Linked DNA regions of Manis pentadactyla: region 1 is linked to region 2. The links are chromatin contacts, called in public Hi-C maps. All regions are on one chromosome and are shown on one strand. The core of a region is the stretch at or near the end of the contact, and the rest is flanking DNA. Distances in the headings are between cores, read along the strand shown. Region 1 holds the start of LOC118916123 (interleukin-3-like). Region 2 holds the start of P4HA2 (prolyl 4-hydroxylase subunit alpha 2).

Region 1 (6,508 bases), core at 703-3,202, 200 kb after region 2:
AAATGAAATGTTCCAGTCCTGGACTGTGTGAGAGATACCCCGTACTCTTCAGATGTTCTGCTCTTTCTCACATCCCAAGGGCCTGAGGTGAGAAGGCCCAGAGAGGGAGCCAGACAATGGACTGAGGAAAGTACAGCTCAATGCCTGTTCCTGTCACGCAGGAAGCTATTAAGGGTTACCAGATACTGCTTCAATTTACGCTGGAAATCACCCTTGTTACTCTCCTCGATACGGATTTGGTCTCCCTGTGAAGAAACGATGAAGGTGGCGTTAGATGAGGCAAGGTTGGAAGGTGGATGACAGGCTGGGGTCAAGTCATGACTGAAGGCAGCGCCTGCAGGGGCATCTTGGGGCAGCTCACCTCAGTCGTGGGGGTGGGCAGGATAGGCTGGAATTCCTGTGGAAAGAGACCAAAGCAGATGGGCAGAGACTGGCCTGGGAAGGAGGAGGCCCTGTTAGCCTCATCCCCGGGGAGGGGTGGGGGCAGGGGCAGGGGCAGGGCCATGGCAGGGGGCGGGGGGCTCCCAGAAATCCTCGACAGCTTCACACACCTTAAGATTTTTCCTGATTTGTGAGTCGTTCCCATACAAATTACTGGCAGCTTCCAGGAATGCATCCAGGTTTGGCCTCAGAAGGATCCTGTTCTGAGGGGACCAAGAATACATGCGGGAGGGAAGGTTGAGGAGTCTCCTTCCGTGACCAGGCTGAAGTCACCCCACCGTTTCTAAGCCTCCTTTCAGGGCATCCTTGGGCACTCCTCTCCTTGTGCCTTTCTTGGCCCGGGTGGGTCCCTGAGCTTCCCTGAAGGGCATAGGCCCGGAGGAGAGGGCACACCCTGGGCAAGGCCCTCTTCCCTCATGCCCAGAGCCCCCGACTCCATGTCAGCTGTGTAGAGGGCCCAGGCGGACCTTTCTACACCTGGGGAAAAAAATACATTTCCCAAAACTGGCTCTACCCAAGGTGGAGGGCTGGCTAGGGGAAATACTCGCAGCTAAGAGGCCAGATGATAGGGTTAATGCCTTGACTGAATTAAGGGCTCCTAGAAATCAGGAAGAAAATCACAGAGACCCCAGTATGGGAGAGGGAGCAGCACGCGAACCGTGAGTGCCTAAAAGGGGAGAAACACCAATGGCCAATAAACTCAGGAGAGATTCAGCCTCTTGTGTGAACCCAAGAAATGCCGTTCAAGCAAAGGAGAGGTAACCCCTGAAGCCAACTGGAGCTCAGAAGCTCACTCTATGTAATGATGTCCAGGGCCGTTCAGGGTGGAAGGCATGGCTCTGTTTTTTAAGGAAAAGGAAGGAAGCAGGTGCAGTCATGGGGGACGTTTTATTCTGCCAGTCCAGGGGCTGCCCCACTGAAAACTGAACTTGAGGCCTTTGGTATTGTTCACCTCAAGCTGCCCCTTTCAATTTTGCAACAAAAAAATCATTTTCCTATCATAGCCATGAGCAGACAATGTTCTAAGCACGTCCTTTGAGCACCAGACACAGGTCTGGGACCTTCACCCACATTGTGCAGCCTAATTCTAACAACACAGCCACTGGGATAGATGCTGTCAACTCCGTTTACAGATGAAAGCTAAGGCCAGGCAGGTGGGGTGACAGGCCTGAGGCCACCCATGGAGGGGATGGATTGGGCCCCAGGTGCAGCCACATGCAGGGCTGAGCTCTTACCCGCAGGATCAATTTGTCATTCCAGTTCAAGGGGTTCTGTGGGGGCAGAGGGAGAGACAGCCCGTTGAGTGAATCCCCTTGGCTGACAGCACTCTCCCTGCCCATACTTACCCCAGCTACTCACTTGTGAAGCCAAAGGTGACTCGTTGAGGGCTTTCAGAATCTCAGTGACTATCACAGAGTACTGGTCAGGCCGGAGTGTCGGGAAGCCCTGTGCCTGAGGGACTTGGAGTCTGAGCAGGAGCAAGAGAAAGTACAGAATGGGGAGGCTGCTCATGCTTGCTGGCAGGATGCCATCCGTCTGGTCCTGGTCCTTCGTGCTGTTCTGAAGCGTCCGAGACCGTCTCCCGTCTTTTATGCACAGCAGCTGCATGCCCACACCCGGTTGATAGGGGGGCAGGCATCGGAAGAACCTTAATCTGACATGGAACCTCCACAGCAAACCACAGACTTATTCATCACTTTCTAGTACTTGAGATCAGAGCAACTTGGAAAAAAAATTATCGAAAGGGTATCTCCTCATCTTGCCAAGGAGGCTAAGAGATGGGCAGGCCACTGGCAGAGTAGGGACAGGTGCCAGGACCCCTCTGGCAGGTGAGGGCCCACCGGAGTCTGAGCTCCCTGAGCCTCTGGCCCAGTGGGCCTGGGCCTGCTATCCCTGGACAGCTCTGACCCTCAGCTGTCTGGCCGCCTGTCACACGGCTCTCATCCATGTGTGGGCTTGAGCACTGAGAACATCATCTGACACTCTCTCAGCACCGAGTTCCTGGTGGTACAGCCCCCGGGTTTGCCTCACGGGCTTCGGACAGCTCCTTTTCAACACTTGCTGCTCCTGGCAGATGGGGCCCAGGCACCAGATGCCCATTCTTTCACTCGTCTGGTGGCAGCACAGCCCTGCACTGTGGGTTCCTGATGCCCGCAGTCCCCGGCAGCACAGGATTGCTGGGCTCAGGGACCTTGAGGAAGCCGTCACCGGCCACAGGAGGAGGGGGCTGGCCAGGGTCCTAGGGGAGAGGGAAGGGAGGAGAGGAGGGCAACCTGCTAGTCTCGGGCCACCTCTAGTGACGCGGGCTGGTGACCAAAGAGAGAGCTGTGTTGCAGGGTCTGGACCACAGTTGGTGCAGCTGCAAGGAGTTGGCAGTGAGGACTGGTGGGAGGGTTTACAGAGTGGGGAAGGGGCAGGACAGACTGGGGGGACAAAGGGCCCAAGAAGCAGCAGCCAGAGAGGAAGCAGGAAGCCCAGGAGGGCGGGAGCCCACGGGGCAGCCCTGCAGGACGAGGTGGCCCCTGCCCTGTGATATGGGTCAGACTCTGACACAGGCCCAGGGTAAGGGGGTCGGGAAAGGGGTAAGTGTGAGGGGGTCATGGAGCAGAGTTCTTTGAGGAGAGTAAGTGTGGCGGGGTGGAGGGTGGGGGGCAGGATGGAAGCCAGGGCCCAGGGTGAGGGGCGATGCAGTCAGTATGGGAGACGGAGGAGAGGAGGCCATGTCGAGGCGGCAGAACCTGGGTGTTTCAGGCTTCTGATCAGGAGCAAGTCTTGTAAAGACGAGGACCAGGATGTGGCTGCAGACGAGGCAGGTGGAGAGGTTGTGGCCCAAGGCAGTGTAGTGATAATAGTGCCCACAGCCAGTTAACATGGCTCCCGGCTCAGCCCTGGGCTGGGCCCAGAACATCCTCAGAAAGCAAGTGGACCGTCTCCAAGACCCCAGGGACGTGAGGCCGCATGGAGACTGGGCACAACTCCTTCAGCAAGCTTTCATGGAGTACCTGCCATGGGCAGGCACTGTGAGTGAGACAGACAGGGTCCCTCTCCTAAGAAACTCAGTCTTGTGGGGAGACATAGGCTGAGAGTCTTGCTGCTCCCACCTGGACCTTGGACCTGTGGCTTCAGCCTTACCTGGGAGCTTGTTAGAGGTGCAGACTTCACCCCAAACTTTCTCAACCAGAAATCACATTTTGACAAGGTCCTCATGCCATTCATACAACACTGAAGAAGTTCTTACTTAAAGTCCTCAGCTCAGGCAGGAGAGGGGTTCCCCAGAGACCCAGGGCTTCAGGACTCAACGATGGGTTGGTGTCACCATCCATATAAAAGTTTTGGGGACCTGTGCACAAAAAAAATGTGATTTTTACATAAGAAAAAAACACCTGTTTTTTTTTTTTTATGTAAACAGGCCTTTTGAGGGAATTTTAAAGCTATGGAGGTTGAATATTCCTGTATGTATTCCTCTGAAAGTTCTTCTTTTGTGTTAGATTATGGCAAAGAAAAATGCTGAGTATTGCTGTTGTAAATATTGATATTTGTAGCATTTGTCTCTTGTTTTAAAAATGAGTCTGAAGTCTATTACAGAAGCAGGAGGTTCATGCTAGGAGCACTGAAAACATTTCAGGGTTTTCAGCCAGGGAAGGGTGGGGTCCCAGGAAGCCCAAAGGGAGAATGGCTGGGAGGTCAGTACAGCAGGTTAGCCAGGGAGGGGTCGGGAGTTCTCGGGACCATAAAGGCGGGGAGGCTGGATTAGGGTGATTCTGGTGCAGATGGAGAGAACTGGACAGAGGGAAAGACTACAAGCTAACTTCCACTGAGCGGCCCTTAGTGCATTTGGGGCACTAAGTTGTTTTCATGGATCAACTCATTTAATCCTTACAAGGAGCATCTGAAGCAGCTACTCTTTTTACCATTTTACGGATGAGGAAACCAAGGCTGAATTGCTGAGCTCCTGAGGATGAATGTGGGCAGGTCTGTCTGACCCCAGAGGCTGAGCACCCACCTGGGCAGCACTGGAAAGCAACAGATTAGGGGGAGAATACAGCGCAGCCCCTGGCATTACTGAAAAGGAGGCCACTGGTGCCCCTGGAGGGGCAGTTTTAGTGAGTGGTGGCAGCAGTGGGGGGAGTGAGGGTCAGACAGAGACACTGAGAAGAAGTTTTAATCTGAAGGGAGGGAGGGACGGGGCAGCCTGAGGAGCCAAGGGTCAGAGAAGGCGCTTTCCAGACAGGAGCGTGAGTATCTCCTGCTGGAGACGAACAGGGTGGTGGGCCGGAGCCTCGGGTGCCTGAGGCAGGTGCATGCAGGGAGGGCTCCCAATACCAGGTAGCACATGCCCACTGGGCAGGGTGCTCAGGGAGAGGCTGCCTGGCAGGCCGTCCACCTGGCAGGAAGGTGCAGTGGGATGGGTCCACAGGTTTAGTGGCAGGGAGGCAGCAACAGCTTCTGTGTGCTCCCTAGGGAAGGGGAAGCAGTCAGCCCCTGAGGGTTTGGGGCGGTAGAGTTTACAGGCAAGGAGGGCAGCTTAGTTGGGAGTCTGAATTGACTGCCTGGGGAATAACCTTGAGGGGCTGAGAGCCTGGGGTCAGAGGGCAAGGAGGTGGGGAAAATTCAGGGTCTCTCTGGGCCAGAGTGTAGAATGGAGGACCCCCAGGCAGAAGCCTTGGGCCATTGGAGAAGGTCATGTGGGGCAGGGAAGGGAGCAGGGACTACCGAACAAGGGAGGCAGGAGGCTGTGCGTCCAGCCCCTCTAGAAAAGCCTGTTGCGTGCAACCCAACATCCCTGTGTGCATTCCACAGAGTGAATGTGTTCTGAGGGGCTGCCCGGCCTTCACTGTAGAGGCCATCTGGGTCCCACTGCAAGCCCCTGCTGCCTCTCAGGGGAACTAGGTGGAGCCTGGGCCTCCTCTGGAGTTGACTTGAGGTTTGCCTTGACTCTAAAGGAGCCTCTTCAGGTGAAATCACAGGAACTCCCCTTGCCTCCCCCGCACACAAGCCACAGGCCTAACTAACCCCTCCGGAGAGGCCTGGCCTCCTGTAAGAAAGTAATTCCGCCCGGGCATTTGCGTCAGCCTAGCCAGGGAAAGCCTCCTCTGCAGCTGAATGGCTGATTGCAATCAGGAAGGGAAATGAGCTGAGGGTGCCCAGCCCTGGGTCCCATGAGGGAGGCCCTGCTAGGGCTGGAGCAGGAGAGCCAGTCCAGGACTGCCACCCGGAGTCTGCAGGGAAGAGACCCTGTGGGTGTCAGTGTGCATCTCCGGGCCATGCCCAGCGATCCCAGCAGGCATGGCCCCATCCTGCTAGGGGCCTGGGCTCACTCCAAGTGGGGCACAGTGCCCAAGGTCTTGGCCCTTGGGGCCATGCAATCAGAGGTCCGCCTGCTCCTTCCCATCCCTTACCCCCACAGATCTGGTGGAATCTTCTGGGGTGCCCACCACCAGCAGGGACCCAGGCCTAAGTCATCACGATGAACTCCCCCGCCACCCTCTCCACGGCTCATGTGTCAGATTTAGTCTGCCCATGACTTCAGTCCTGTTTCCGCTGGTGCCCTGACCACACGGCCTGGCTTTGTCCGGGCAGGAGGCAGCTCAGGGCTTCTGGCCAGCCAAGCAGTGCCATCAGGTGTCACAGGCCCACCTGAGCAGAGCCCATGGAAAAGCCACTTGGGGGCCCGAAGAGGCCTGGCCTCCAATCCCACCCAGCTCTGTACTCTTCCCATGGGGCCTGCTTGGCCTTCACCTGTGCACTCTCAGCTTCCATCCCTCGCTGCACACGTGGCCTCTGTGGGCCCGTCTGTGCCAAGTGGCCTTCCTCCCCAAGTCCAGGCTAATAGAGAAGACAGATGGAAAATCACAGCCTAGAATAATTGGCCCTCAGTGGGGAGCAGGGTCCCAGAAATAGGGTGGCCTCACCCCTGGGCTATCCAGAGTGACCAAGGAAGCACAGCTAAGACCTGAAGGATGGCCTGGAGCCCACTGTGTCACAGAGGAAGCACTCCCAGGCAGAGCAGGGTTTCTGCTGCAGATATTCTGTCACTCTCCATTCTACCTACCCCTGCTCTGACACC
Region 2 (6,593 bases), core at 2,413-4,912:
GAGTGTGACATTGCTGTTCAAGGTGGCTGTTGACTTACTAAATGACACATGTGGGTATGCTTAGTGAAGTCTGTTGGAGGCCGCAATAGTGGAGGGTGTCCATTCCTTCCTTCATTCATTTGTTCATTCATATATTTTTGTTCCCTACTCCTGTTCCAGGTCCCAGGTGCCAGGCCCTATGCTAGAGATGGAGACGTAGTGATGAACAGGGCAGAGACTGCCCCATCCCCAGGAAGACAAAGTGGTGAAGGAAGTAGACATGAATGATGTTAGAAGTATGAAATTCATCCAAGAGGAACTATGGATTCTATGCAGGGATCTGGCTCAGACTGGGCCCAGAGAAGGCTTTCAGAAGAGTGGAGTGTTTTAGGCAGGAAGTGAAGTGTTTTAGGAGAGGAGAGGAGTGTTTTAGGCAGGAAGAATGACACAATCAAAGGTCAGGGAATGAAAAATGCCCGGTGTGATAGAGCATCACGTTTGAACTGCACATGGTAAGAGAGGCCATCAGGGCTGGGTAGAGGGGATTGGTAGAGGGGAGGGTGAGAGCTGTATCTATCCTTAGGACAGGGACACCTTTCAGAGGTTCTTTATATGGAAATGACATGATCAGAATCACATTTTAAAAATGTCACTCTGCCTGTGGAGTGGAGTAAGGTTAGAGGGAGCTGAGAGGAAGCTGTTGGCCAGGATGAACTGTCCGGTGATAGATGGTGGTGTCCTGAATTTGGGCTGAATTTGTAGGAATGGAGGGCAATAAATAGGTTGAGAGATTCACCAGTAAGATCTGCAATGGGGAAACATGGTGGGGAAGAAAATGGAAAAGACTGGGAGATGTGATTTCACTTCCTGAGATATGGGAAATGCTGGAGGTGAAGCGGTCTGGGTGGTGTGGGGAGGGTTGGGGAGATAATGAGTTCACCCATCAAGTGGCCACCAAAAGAAGGCAAATGTGGGTCTGAAGTAGCCTTGGGCTGGAGATTGTGAACTAAAAGTCATGGACTTACACAAGTCCAGTAGCCCCTGGCTGGCTTGAGAGACTATAAGGTATAGTGGGCTGCATGGTGGTCCCCAAAAAGACATGTCTGTGTCCTAATACCTGACCCTGTGGATGTGAACTTATTTGGAAATAGGAACTTTGCAAAGGTAACTAAGCTAAGGATAATGAGATAAGATCATCCTGATCCCCTCGTGGGCCCTAAATTCAATGACAAGTATCCTTACAAGAAGATGGACTCTGAGGAATGAGTGGGGTCCAGGAATTTGAGGCCCTGTGGTGGCCTTAGGCAGGCCTTTGGCTACTGCTGTGTGATGCATGGCATTAGGGAGACACCCACTTGCCCTCACGTAGTCAGCAAATATTTATTGAGCCCAATTCTGTGGTAGGGGCTGAGCATACGATGATGGACAAAGTCACACATAGTTCATGTGCTCCTGGAGGTCCCAGGCCAGTGGAGGGACAGACCTTAATCAAATAGTCATTCAACTATATCACCTATGGCAAGTATTAGAAAGCACATAGGACATGGGGGTGGTGGTGCTATTACAGGAGGTTTTGACCTGGTCAAGGAAGTGAGGGAAATCCCTCTGAGGGGACCTTAAGGATTTAATTGGAGAGGAGGGAAATTTTTCTATACAGAAGAACAGCATTTGCAAAGGCCTGGGAGTGGGGTGAGGAGGACAACGGCCAGTTAGAGTGACTGGGGGAAAGTCAGTGTGGCTAGAAAAGTGAGCAGGGGCCAAACCATGTGGGTTTTCAGATTATTCCTAAAAACCATGCAAGTTACTGAGCTGAGAGTGATGGGTTCAGACCTGCATTTGGGGGAGGCGGCAGGGGTGTGAGGGCTGGGGCAGTGTGGAGGAGGTGGGAGGGAACAAGAATGCAGGGAGGCAGCCGGCCTAGGGCACTGAGGTGGTCATGGAGGTGAGCGGGATGGAGAGAAGTGGGTGCATCAGAGAGAGATGTAGGTGGTAGAACTGAATGGACATGAGCTATAGAAGGTAGGGTCTGGGGACGAGGCAGAGGGAGGTGCTGAGCAGGATTCCCAGGCTTCTGGTTAGGTAACTGCAGCTGGGTGGCCCCTTCAGCAGGCAATATGGGAGGCAGGGAGCCAGAGAAGGGAGAGAACATAAACCTGTGGACCCACTCAAGTGGAGGTGTAGGCTTAGCTGTCAGTTATACGAGTCTGGCGCTCAGGAGTCAGGGCAAGAGTGGAGAGAAATTTGCGAGTCATGTGTGTAAAGGAAGAAATTATAGAAAGGGGAAAGTAGGGCACATAGGTATGAGCTTTGAGGAACCCTTAACTTTTATTGACTAATGGGAAGGGAGACGTGGTGGCGGGGGCGGTGGGGGAGGAGGCCTGGGCAGAGATGGCCAGAGAAGATGGTGGATATCAAGGGAAATGAGTGGTCCAGGGAAGCAGTGGACCAGCGCTGCCGGGGATCAAACGCTGCTGGGGTGGCAGCTGGATGGAGAGATCTGGAGGTTTTAGAGACTTTGAGATCTGGTGTGGTGTTGTGAGGGGGCCAGAAGGCTCACTGCAGAGGCCCGAGGAGTAGCAGGGAGGTGAGCGCAAGGACATAGATCCACTTCAGGGGATTTTGCGGTAGTGGAGAAGGAGAGACACTGCAGTAGAATGAGGGTTTTGTTTCCATACTAGTGGCTCAAACGTATTTATAGGTCAGGGGAAGGATCCAGTTGAGAGGGGGAGGTTGAACATTCTGGAGATAGAAGGGGTGATCCACAGGGCCAGCTCCTGAGAAACGGGAGAGGATGGGAGCATCTGGGCAGACAGAGGGAGGCTCCTGGGGCAGGGGCACAACAGGATGTAGCAGAGGCAGGAAGGTTTCCATTTGGCTCTAGCTGAGCTGTGGCTGGTGGCTGACGAAGGACGGAGCAATAGCCTGTTCTGTATTTTATGCTTGTTGTGTGTATTCCGTGAATGTGCCCTGCCTTCCCAGGTCTGGGCTGCCAGCCTGGACAGTGTGCCACGGGGAATATCCCGACCCGGCCTGGTGGAGGCCGGGCACACCCACTCTGGGCTAGCTTTCTGATGAGATTCTCAAGCTCCCTGATGAGATTCTCAGACCACGTTTCCCCTCATTCATGACCAGGAAGGTTCACAGAGCAGGCGTGGGAACCTGCTTGGCCGCCAGGGCCTCCTCCAGGTCCGGCTGTTCGCTGCATCCCTGCCTTATTACCACTGCACTGGCTACATGAGGTGCCCACCGTGTTGCACGGAAGGGTTCGGGCAAACCATGGGGCTCCTCCTCATCAACCCATTATCCACACATACTTTACCAGAAGTGCCTGACCCGGGAGCTGGGGACAGTCCGAATCCCTTTGGGGGTTTGGTCCTGCTGGTGGACCCCAGGTCTCTTCTCCAGAGCCTCCCCCAGGTAACTGGGCTCCTGGCCCCACCTGATGGTATGATGATGGGGAGGGGACGCGGGACCCCGTGTACCCAGCAGAACCACCAAGGGAATGGGCGGGAACTGCGACCAGAGGGGTCCACCAGCACCTAGGCACGTTCCCCGCCCGGTACCGAGGCCAGGATGGGTCGTGGACCGCCCCTGGGAGGAGGGCGGGCTGCGCCCCACAGGTGGGGGCCAGGCAGGGCGAGGCGGGAGAGGCGGGCGCGGCGTACGTGCGGCGAGCGGCGCGCGGCCTGAAGGGTGCCGACCGCGGGCTCCCGCCTGGCCCCAAACCCACTCCCGGCTCCCTCGCGGTCGCGCAGCCTCCACTTCCCGGGGGTCGCTCGCAGCGGCGACCCCTGGCCGAGGCCCTCCGCTCACGGAGCCAGGGGCCTGGCCGGCCCGGGGGCGGGAGGTGGGGACGTGGCGGCGGCTCAAGCGGGCGGAGTCGGGCCGCGGCGGGAGGCGGGGCCGCCAGAGGAGGAGGAGGCGCCGAGTGGGCCGGGCACCGCCGCGGGAGGTTCTGGAAACGCCGGGAGCGGCGCGTGTCCAGGTGAGCGCCCCGCCCGCTCGGTCGCCGGTCCGCCGCCGGGCTCGGGCGCAGGCCGGGGGTGCCGGGCCGTGCGTTCTGCCCGCGCGGGGCCCGGAGTTGGGGGCCGGGGGGCGCGCCCCCGCCGTCCGCAGCGCAAGTCGGGGCCGCAGCCCCGCGCCCTCCGCGCTGTTTCCGCACGCGCCTGGGTTCCGGGCCCGCCGCCGGCGCCCCCTCCCCGAGCCCACGGTGGTGAGGTCAGCGGCTCCTTTCCTGCCGGTCCCCGCGGCGGACGGGGCGGGGCGGGGACCTCCGCTGCCCTGCGGGTCAGGCTCCCCGGGGGTCCCAGAGGTTGGAGGTGGTGGTGCTGGTGGCAGGGCCCCGAGGGGCCGCGTAGTGCTAGTGAGGGCCAGCTTAGGGCCAGCTTCCTCCCTCCGAGGGGCCGCGAGTCCGTGGCCTTGGCCGGGTAGGGTCCAGCTTGGTGCCCATTAAAATGGGATGTTAGATGAGAACTTTTTTTTCCCTCCGGACATCCCTTTGAACTTGTGCTCCTTTTCCTCAGCAGTGGCAGAGACGTGTGCTAACTAGTTAACTGATTCAACAAACGGACCCTTCTGTGTGTCAGAAGCTGCAGGAGTTGCCAGCCCCGTGGGGCAGACAGACTGGAAGACTGGGAAAACCCAGGCCGGCAACAGCGTGGTGAGTGGTGTGCTGGGAGGGAGCTCCCGGCTGTGAGTACCTTAGAGGACCGGATGCTTCAGGCCAGAGGGCTTCCTGGAGGACGCGACACACGACCCCAGGTGGTCAGATGAGGGCCGAACCAAGGGTAACCTGCTCAGAGGAACCACCTGTGTGAGTGGTAGGAGAGCTGGGCACTTTGGTGGAAGCAGGGCAATGGGGCATGGCTGCCATGGACCCATCCATAAGAGCTTCAAGTGAGGCCAGTGCCGGGTACTGTGCTCTGCATCTGGAGAGTGCTCAGTGAACCTTTGCAGGATAAATGCGGATCAGGGCACTTACTACTTCTGGACAGCATAGGTGGGCCCTTGGCCTCTCTCTTCTAATCTGACGCTTTTAAGATGGTGTAGAACGTTAGAGTCCCTCCCAAGACTGAGGCTGGTGTCTTGTGCTGCAGAGTGACACCCAAGGCTTATACTTCATGATGGAAACCATCTGAGGCCCGGCAGCCTCAGCCCTCTTGGAGGGACTCCTGGCCCCAACAAGGGCTAGGGGACATCACTTTGTGGCTGAGGGCATTCTCAAATGTCCCTGATTTTGTAAGATCCACTGTTCACCTAAGAATTGATAGAATGTATTTACAAGCTTCTGCTGCTTCTCAGCTCATAACGCATCTGGGATAGCAGGCTCCATGGTTTCGTTCTCTGTTAAATGAAACAAGATTTCCTTTGGCTTGTGCTGAAACTGCCTCTGAAGTGTCCAGGGTGTAGCCTCTCAGTGTGAAAGACTCAGAGCCTGGCCTCTCTGTTTATTTCTCACCACTCACAAGATGTTTGGGCTTTGAATCTTTTTCTTCCAGGGCCTTTGTATTATCACATGGCCAAGTGTGTCCACTGTGCAGCCCAGCCATAGGAGCCATGTAGCAAAGATGGAGTGAGTTGGCTGGGGGGCCTCATCCCAGCGGTGCTGTCATACTGGGCCACCCTAGCTGTCTGAATGCTCAGCAGGCAGACCAGGTGACGAGTAGGCATGGTCTGTGACTTGTGGTAGGCCCTTCTGCCCTGTTGTGGGCTCTGACATGGGGTGCCTGGGAGAATGTTTACTTTGCCACTGGTTTAGCCTGGCCACAGCTGATCTCTTCATTCCTTGAGTCCTCTGGGCCTGGCTTCTGCTTAGAACATGCCTGTGGCAGGACAGAGGGAGAGGGAACAGGAGGAGGTAACAGCAGTGGCACTCTCCTTCCTTGCCCACAGGTAACTCATACTGAGGTTGCCTCATGCTGGCAGCTGGCCATGGGCCAGGGGAGGAGCTCAGAGTGGAAGTGCTTATCTGAATGGGAACTATATGGGTGCAGCCCTGAGGAATGAATGGGATGAGGGAATCCAGGGTCTGCTCATTTCCTCAGAAAGCCTCACTTTTCAGCTCTGCCCTCCCCGATCCTTGGGAAGGTCTGAGGCTAGATGCAAGACTTTGGCTGATGTGTGGCCATGCTGGCTGATAGTGTGTGTTGGGCTCATGGGTGTGTCCCTGGTATCTGTCAGGAGTGTATTGTCTGCAGATGCATGTTGGCAGGAAATGCTGTGCCACAGGCATGCCTAAGTCCAGATGAACACTGGAAAGAAAGTTAGACTTTGAAGAATTTGCTTGAATCTAGCAATTTGGACTTTGAAGTGTCCTAGGGTGGGACATCAGCCTGTTCGAGAGCATAAAGGCCTGCTGGCTCTTGGGATCTTGGGTTTGTGCAAGGATGTGGAATGAAGAATGCAGCGTAGACTTTCTACTTTCCGAAGGAGCCAAGGAGAGTGAGACTTTCCTTTTTGGAGGCCCAGAAGAGTGTGTGTTCAGGCGGTATCACTGCAGAGCATATGATGAACTGTTTGGGTAGGGAGTTCCCTGGCTCCGACACGATCTGCTTCAGCCTGATCACAGACCAGCATCTGCTGTAGACCATTCGGGTAGTGCTTGCTAGAATGTT

What was found. Hi-C and Micro-C count contacts between places; a contact is called where the count stands out from the background.
Region 1: a contact with region 2 is called in a Hi-C map of skin fibroblasts, with 5 times the contacts expected there. The contact joins the promoter of LOC118916123 here to the promoter of P4HA2 in region 2. A contact is called at or near these places in 2 of 3 Hi-C or Micro-C datasets (fibroblasts and skin fibroblasts).

What each region holds. Positions count from the first base shown.
Region 1 is chr13:60,525,538-60,532,045 of mManPen7.hap1, forward strand. LOC118916123 (interleukin-3-like) reads right to left here and starts at 1,953. Exons shown (of 3, transcript XM_057490495.1): 1 at 1,735-1,953; 2 at 362-397; 3 at 12-245. The coding sequence starts at 1,953. The coding sequence ends at 138.
Region 2 is chr13:60,324,983-60,331,575 of mManPen7.hap1, forward strand. P4HA2 (prolyl 4-hydroxylase subunit alpha 2) reads left to right here and starts at 3,663. Exons shown (of 16, transcript XM_057491020.1): 1 at 3,663-3,964; 2 at 4,503-4,639.